2 separate regions of the Macaca mulatta genome follow, and region 2 is linked to region 1. Evidence: chromatin contacts called from public Hi-C data. All regions are on one chromosome and are shown on one strand. Each heading gives the region's core, a stretch centred on a gene start, on an enhancer-like site or on the middle of the called end of the contact. The rest is flanking DNA. Distances are from core to core; before and after follow the strand shown.

Region 1 (2,940 bases), core at 293-2,792:
CTCCTCCACCGCCAGTCCCCCGGCCCGTCTTCCCTTCTCCTCTCTGTTTGCCCCTCCCCCGCAGGAAGCGTTCCCGGCCTCGAGGTCTTTGAAGTGTCGTTGAAGCCCCCAGGGCTGCCTTCTCCCCTACGCCACCCGAACTCCCGCTGTGGGGGGCGGGTGACCTTTAGTCCCAAGAGCGTCGCCCCCCTTTAGGAAGTTTTTGGGGGGTCAGATCTCACCCCCCTCTTGCCCACACAGGTCTTGGGAAGAAGCGTTTGGGCCGACGCCCCTCACTTCTCTCCCAGACCCAACTGCAGGGACTTTAGTCCTCTGGAGTGCTGCGTATGAGTTACGCTGTGTGTCTGTGCGCGTGCCTAGAGGTCAAGTGTAACTGGTGTTCGTGAGCACCTCGTGGTTGCGGGTCTCTAACTCTCGTGGGTCTCTAAGCGCGCGCGCGGGGCTGGAGCGGAGGTTCGTGTCTCTGGGAGGGTCAGTGGTGTGACTGAAGCTGGGAGTTAGCTCGTGTCTGTGCGGTGCCTCGGTGTGTGTCTCTGGGGCTCCGAGTCCCTGTGCGTGCGTGTGTGGCTGTGAACCGACAGGAAGCTCCCCGAGGGCAGGAATATGTTTTGCTCTCTACTTGATCCCAGCGACTGGCAACGAGCGTTTAATAAATATCTGTTGAATGAATTAGTGTCTGCGTGTGACAGCGTCTACCCTCCAGAGTGGCCTCCGGAAAAAGGGCCCGAGGGCGGCCATCCAAAAAGACCCCCAGACACGGGGTGGGGCGGGGGCGAACGGCCCGCGTCGCTCCCATTCCTCCTAGCGCCCCTTCCCCCGGTCTCCACCCCCAAGTTTCCCTGGGGCTGAAGAACCCACCCAGAGACGAAGACTTGGCGGAGGGGGCTGGAGACTCGGGGACCCGGGGCCCGAGACGGGAGGGCGGGCAGAGGGAGGGCTAGGGAGCGACGACCCAGAGCCCTAAGACGAAAAATAAAGCAGGCAAAGCAGCACGGAGCGAACGAGCGAAAAGCTCCCTACCAAGCCAGGCTTTGTTCCCTGAACCTAAGACTTTACCCGGCGGCTGGCGGCGGGCGGGCCGGGAGCGAGCGAGCGGAGGCGCGCGGCCATGGCTGCCGCGGCCGGGCAGGGGGGCCGGGGGGGCGGCGCGTGAGCGGGTGGCGCGGGGCGGCGCGGGGCGGGCGGGCGCCCGCGATGTGCCACTCGGCGCCTCCCCCGCCGGGCCCGGGCTGCGCGGCGGCGGGGCGGCCTTAGGAGCCCGGCGAGCGGCGCGGAGGGGGCGAGCCCGGCGTGCGAGTCTCATTGTTGTGGGGGGGGCCCGTCGGGGCATGAGGGCGAGAGCACGGCGGGGGGGGCGGCCAGACAGAGCGAGCGAGGAGGAGGAGGAGGAGGACGCGGAGGAGGAGGAAGGAGGAGGCAAAGAAAAGAAGCGGCGGCGGCGGAGGAAGAGGAGGAGGGGGCGAGGAGGCGCGCGGCCCCCCGCTCCCTCCCTCCCCCCTGACCCCCGACCCCCGCCGGCCGGCCCCCCGCCCCAGCCCCGGAGGGAGCTCATGGGAGTATGAAGGAGATGGTAGGAGGCTGCTGCGTATGTTCGGACGAGAGGGGCTGGGCCGAGAACCCGCTGGTCTACTGCGATGGGCACGCGTGCAGCGTGGCCGTCCACCAAGGTATGGGGGTGGCCCGCGGGGGGCGGCGGGACCCTGGGGGCGGCGTGCGTGGGGCGCCCCCGGCCGCGCCCTCCGGAGACCTCCCGGGGCTCGCGTGCCCCTCCCCCACCCCACCTGAAGGGAAGGGAGGCGTGGGGGGGCTCCCCCCGCCCGGTCCTGGAAGACCGGGTCAGGCATTGTTTTCTTGCCTATTGTTCCAGTTCCGCGCCCCCCACCCCAAGTTGAGGGAGTTTGGGGAGAGTCTAGGGAGCAATGAGTGAACTCCCCGCGCCCCACCCCGCCGGTGTCGGGGCTGCCCGGGGAATGTTTACCTGCGAGGTGTCCCCTCCCGCCGGGTTATTTTGGTCCCGGCTCCCGGAGGAAGAGGTCAAGGGGGGGCGTCATCCCCCCTCGCTTCCGGATAATGGGAGGAGCGGACTTGGAAAGGGAAGAGAAGGGTCCCAGGGGAGAAGGGACTCCGAAAATCCGCCGGGGAAGAGCTAACGACAGGAGAGAGGTTGTGCAGGGGGCCGGAATCGAGAAGAGGGAGGCTTGGAGTTTCCCCCAGCAGCACATGGTTCGGGAGTTAACTCCTTGAGGAATCTTGCCGAGGGCGCAGGCTGGCATCTCCCGCCTGCCTGGCACAGGCAGCCGGGCCCCCCCTTCCTGGGACATCCCTGAATGCTGTGGCCCGGGGCTCTTCCCGCCACGCTCCTCTGGGTTCCCAGCACCGCACCTGCCCTCGGCCTTGACTTTTAACCTGACTCTGTGATACTTAGAAGTAGAAGATGAGGTCCCTAGACCCCCTACTTCTCCGCCTCGTCCCTCACTGGCCCTTTAAGAAATCCCCCCGCCCACAACAACAAAACGTGTTTGACGGTCGTGACTGTTGTCCCCTCTGGTTTTCTCTGTTCCTGATGCTGATGGCTGGTCCGGGGAAGGAGCTGGGAAACAAGTCCAGAAAGGGCGTGGGGGGAGGATCTTCTAGAAGTTTAAGGTCAAAGACTCAGACTTCCCGTCCTGTTTGGAGTGCTAGATTGTGTGGTTGAAGGCTGGTGTTGTGCGGTTGGGCAGTCCTGCTGTTAAGTGAGTGACCCCCAGACTGGGGAGCAGCCCCCATTACTGGAACTGGCTCTAGTTCTTTGGAGTCACCGCCTTCCCCCAGTTACCCTGGGAAAAAGCCACTGGCTGACAGCTTTGCTCAGCGACTGTCCTCCCCCCCCCTCAGCTTGCTATGGCATCGTTCAGGTGCCAACGGGACCCTGGTTCTGCCGGAAATGTGAATCTCAGGAGC
Region 2 (2,700 bases), core at 2-2,501, 35 kb after region 1:
ACCTTTAAAAAGCCCAGGGACCAATTTGTAGACAATGTCTTGAAGGGTTTTGTCAGACCTGGGGAAAAATGGACAGGGTGTATCAGCAATGAGCTCTCCAGAGAACTGCTCTGACCTCACCCTGCTCTCCCAGTCATGGGACCTCTCTACCCACTCCCTTTCTGAGACCCAGTGCCCAGGCATTGGGATCCCTGTGGGTCTGGTCTTTGACCCTCTAGTATGCCTCAGCCTATGACGAGCCAAATGCAACCCCAAGGGAGGGGAGTAGCCCAAGTCCACACGCCGTGCTTCTCCCACACCTGCCGCCTTGGCTGAAGGAAGCACGGAGTGCGGGAGGGATGGGGGAGGCTGACCCAGAGGATGGCGGGGGCAGGAGTGCGGTGCCAAGCCTACCTGATGCTCAGCAGCGGCCGGGTTTTATGGACCTGCACATCACACATGGGGCAGTATTTGTTGGTCTCCAGGTAGCGCACGATGCAGGTTTTGCAGACTTGGGGGTGTGGAGAGAGGGAGGAGAGTTAGAGTTGCCTTCCAATCCCAGGACCAGCCTCCCCGCCCTCTGCTCAGACTCAGATATCCCTTCATCTCCACCCTGTCCCTGCTCCGAGGCCCAACGTGGCGATGTGTGTTTTGCACGTGTGGCACCTGTCCCTGTGCATTGTTGAGGGAAGCTGGATCTTGTGTGAGACAGGCCAGTGTCACGTACAACGCAGGTCAGCCCTCAGTCCCAAGCTCCCCAATGGAGTGGAGGACAAAAGCCAGCCTGTTCAAGATGCCCCTGGGTCTCACCCCCTTGCTGCCAAGCCCACAGTACAAACAAGGGGTGTCTGCATCTTCAGGGCATACAATTTCAGTCATTTCAAGAAAGAGCTAAGATTTCAGATGCAAGTCCTTGAAATGAACTTCTGGGCCGATGCCCCGCACCCAGTTGCCCCTGCAAGGTAGGCCCTCTGTGACTTGAGGATTCCCAGCAGACACGTGGGCACGTTGGCTCTTCAGGGCAAGGGTTTGTGTGCTACCTTCCTCAGGCCATGCCCACCCCAATCTGGGCACAGAGGCTGCCCACCCTGAGCAGCTCCCCTCCCCCCAACTCACAGGAATGCAGGCACTCCACGATAGTGGTGGCGTCAATGAAGTACCCCCCGCAGAGGGCACACATGAGGTGGGGGTTCAGCTCTGTGATTTTGATCCGTGTAGTCCGATGCATGATTCCGGGGTCGGGGGTGGGGGGACTGGGGAGCGTTGCCCTGGGAAACAAAGTGGAATCAGAAACCCAGAGTTGGCCGGGCATGGTGGCTCACACCTGTAATCCCAGCACTTTGGGAGGCCGAGGCGGGCGGATCACGAGGTCAGGAGATCAAGACCATCCTGGTTAACACGGTGAAACCTCGTCTCTACTAAAAATACAGAAAATTAGCCGGGGGTGCTGGCGGGCGCTTGTAGTCCCAGCTATTCGGGAGGCTGAGCTTGCAGTGAGCCGAGATTGAGCCACAGCACTCCAGCCTGGGCGACAGAGCGAGACTCCGTTTCCAAAAAAAAAAAAAAAGGCAGGAAAATGGAAGAGAAGAGGGCTTTTTAAACTCTCTCCTATCCCAGGCCGGGTGCAGTGGCTCATGTCTGTAATCCCAGCATTTTGGGAGGCCACAGCAGGAGGATCCTCCTGCCTCACATGATCCCTTGAGCCTGAGTGGTTGAGGCTGCAGTGAGCGGTGATTATGCCACTGCACTCAAGCCTGGGCGACAGAGCGAGACTCTGTCTAAAAAAATAAAAACAAAAACAAAACTCCCCAATCCCAATCCGTATTCACTCACATGGTCCACATTTAAAGCATCCTAGGAACTAGGAGGAAACTCAGATAAATCAGCCACTGGCCTGAAACTTCAAGGAACAGAAGGGAAAAATAAGTTATCCTCACTCCCTCAACCCCTCCACCCAGGTGCAGGGCCTCAGACTTGATCCCAGCCTCCTATCTACTCCATCCATTCACTCCTCCTCCAAGAAGGCTTCCCTGGAAGCACCATGGCACAGGCTGCCCTAAGTTAGAAGGCCACAGCCATCCCTTGTGCTTCTGGCTCCGCATCCAGCCTAGGCTTTGGAGCACCTCCCTCCTCTAAAGTCTGCCAAATATAGGCTGCTCCCAGAAAATCCACCATACGCTGACCATTTGGCTTCCAGGCCTGGGACTCAGGCAGGGAACAGAGAGGGTCCTTACATGCCTGAAGCTGGGAATGCACAGCTCCAGCCCTAGCCCTGGACTCAAAGAGTTTAGGCAAAAAGGCTATACCCCTGCCACAGGAATCCCTCCCAGTGCCCCTGATGGACACAAGCACACAGGGTCCAGGAACCTCCCTTTCATGCACACTGCAGGAATTCCCCCCACATGGTCACTGTTACTCTCCCGCTGTCTCCTGCCCTGGTGACGCCTCTGCCACCTGTTCACAGGCTGTCCAGTGACAAACCACAGGCTCTCACAGATGCCTGCCAAAGCTGGGCAGAAAGTGCTCTGTGCCCAGACCGCCTGCCCGACACCAGCCAGGCCCAGGCAGGGTCCGGAGAGGTGAAAAGTCCAGCTCTGGATTGGCCACTGTGCTTCCTTCTTGGTAAAGAAATCAAACCAAACCTGCACCTGGAAGGGACAGCCCCTCCCTCCTCTTTCCCAGAGTAAAAGCCCAAGGGTGGGGCTTGGGAAGAGGCCAAGC

What was found. A called contact is a pair of places that touch in the nucleus more often than the background predicts.
Region 2: a Hi-C map of fetal cortex germinal zone shows a contact between it and region 1, with 2.3 times the contacts expected there. The contact joins the promoter of PCGF2 here to the promoter of MLLT6 in region 1. A contact is called at or near these places in 3 of 14 Hi-C or Micro-C datasets (cortical neurons, fetal cortex germinal zone and liver).

What each region holds. Positions count from the first base shown.
Region 1 is chr16:62,986,970-62,989,909 of T2T-MMU8v2.0, forward strand. It overlaps MLLT6 (MLLT6, PHD finger containing), which reads left to right and starts at 1,543. Exons shown (of 20, transcript NM_001257665.1): 1 at 1,543-1,667; 2 at 2,875-2,940. The coding sequence starts at 1,559. It overlaps LOC144335660 (a long non-coding RNA gene), which reads right to left and starts at 2,111. Exons shown (of 3, transcript XR_013406708.1): 1 at 1,979-2,111. It overlaps LOC144335677 (a long non-coding RNA gene), which reads left to right. Exons shown (of 2, transcript XR_013406726.1): 2 at 1-669.
Region 2 is chr16:63,022,208-63,024,907 of T2T-MMU8v2.0, forward strand. It overlaps PCGF2 (polycomb group ring finger 2), which reads right to left and starts at 1,252. Exons shown (of 9, transcript NM_001265939.1): 1 at 1,096-1,252; 2 at 394-490; 3 at 3-58. The coding sequence starts at 1,207.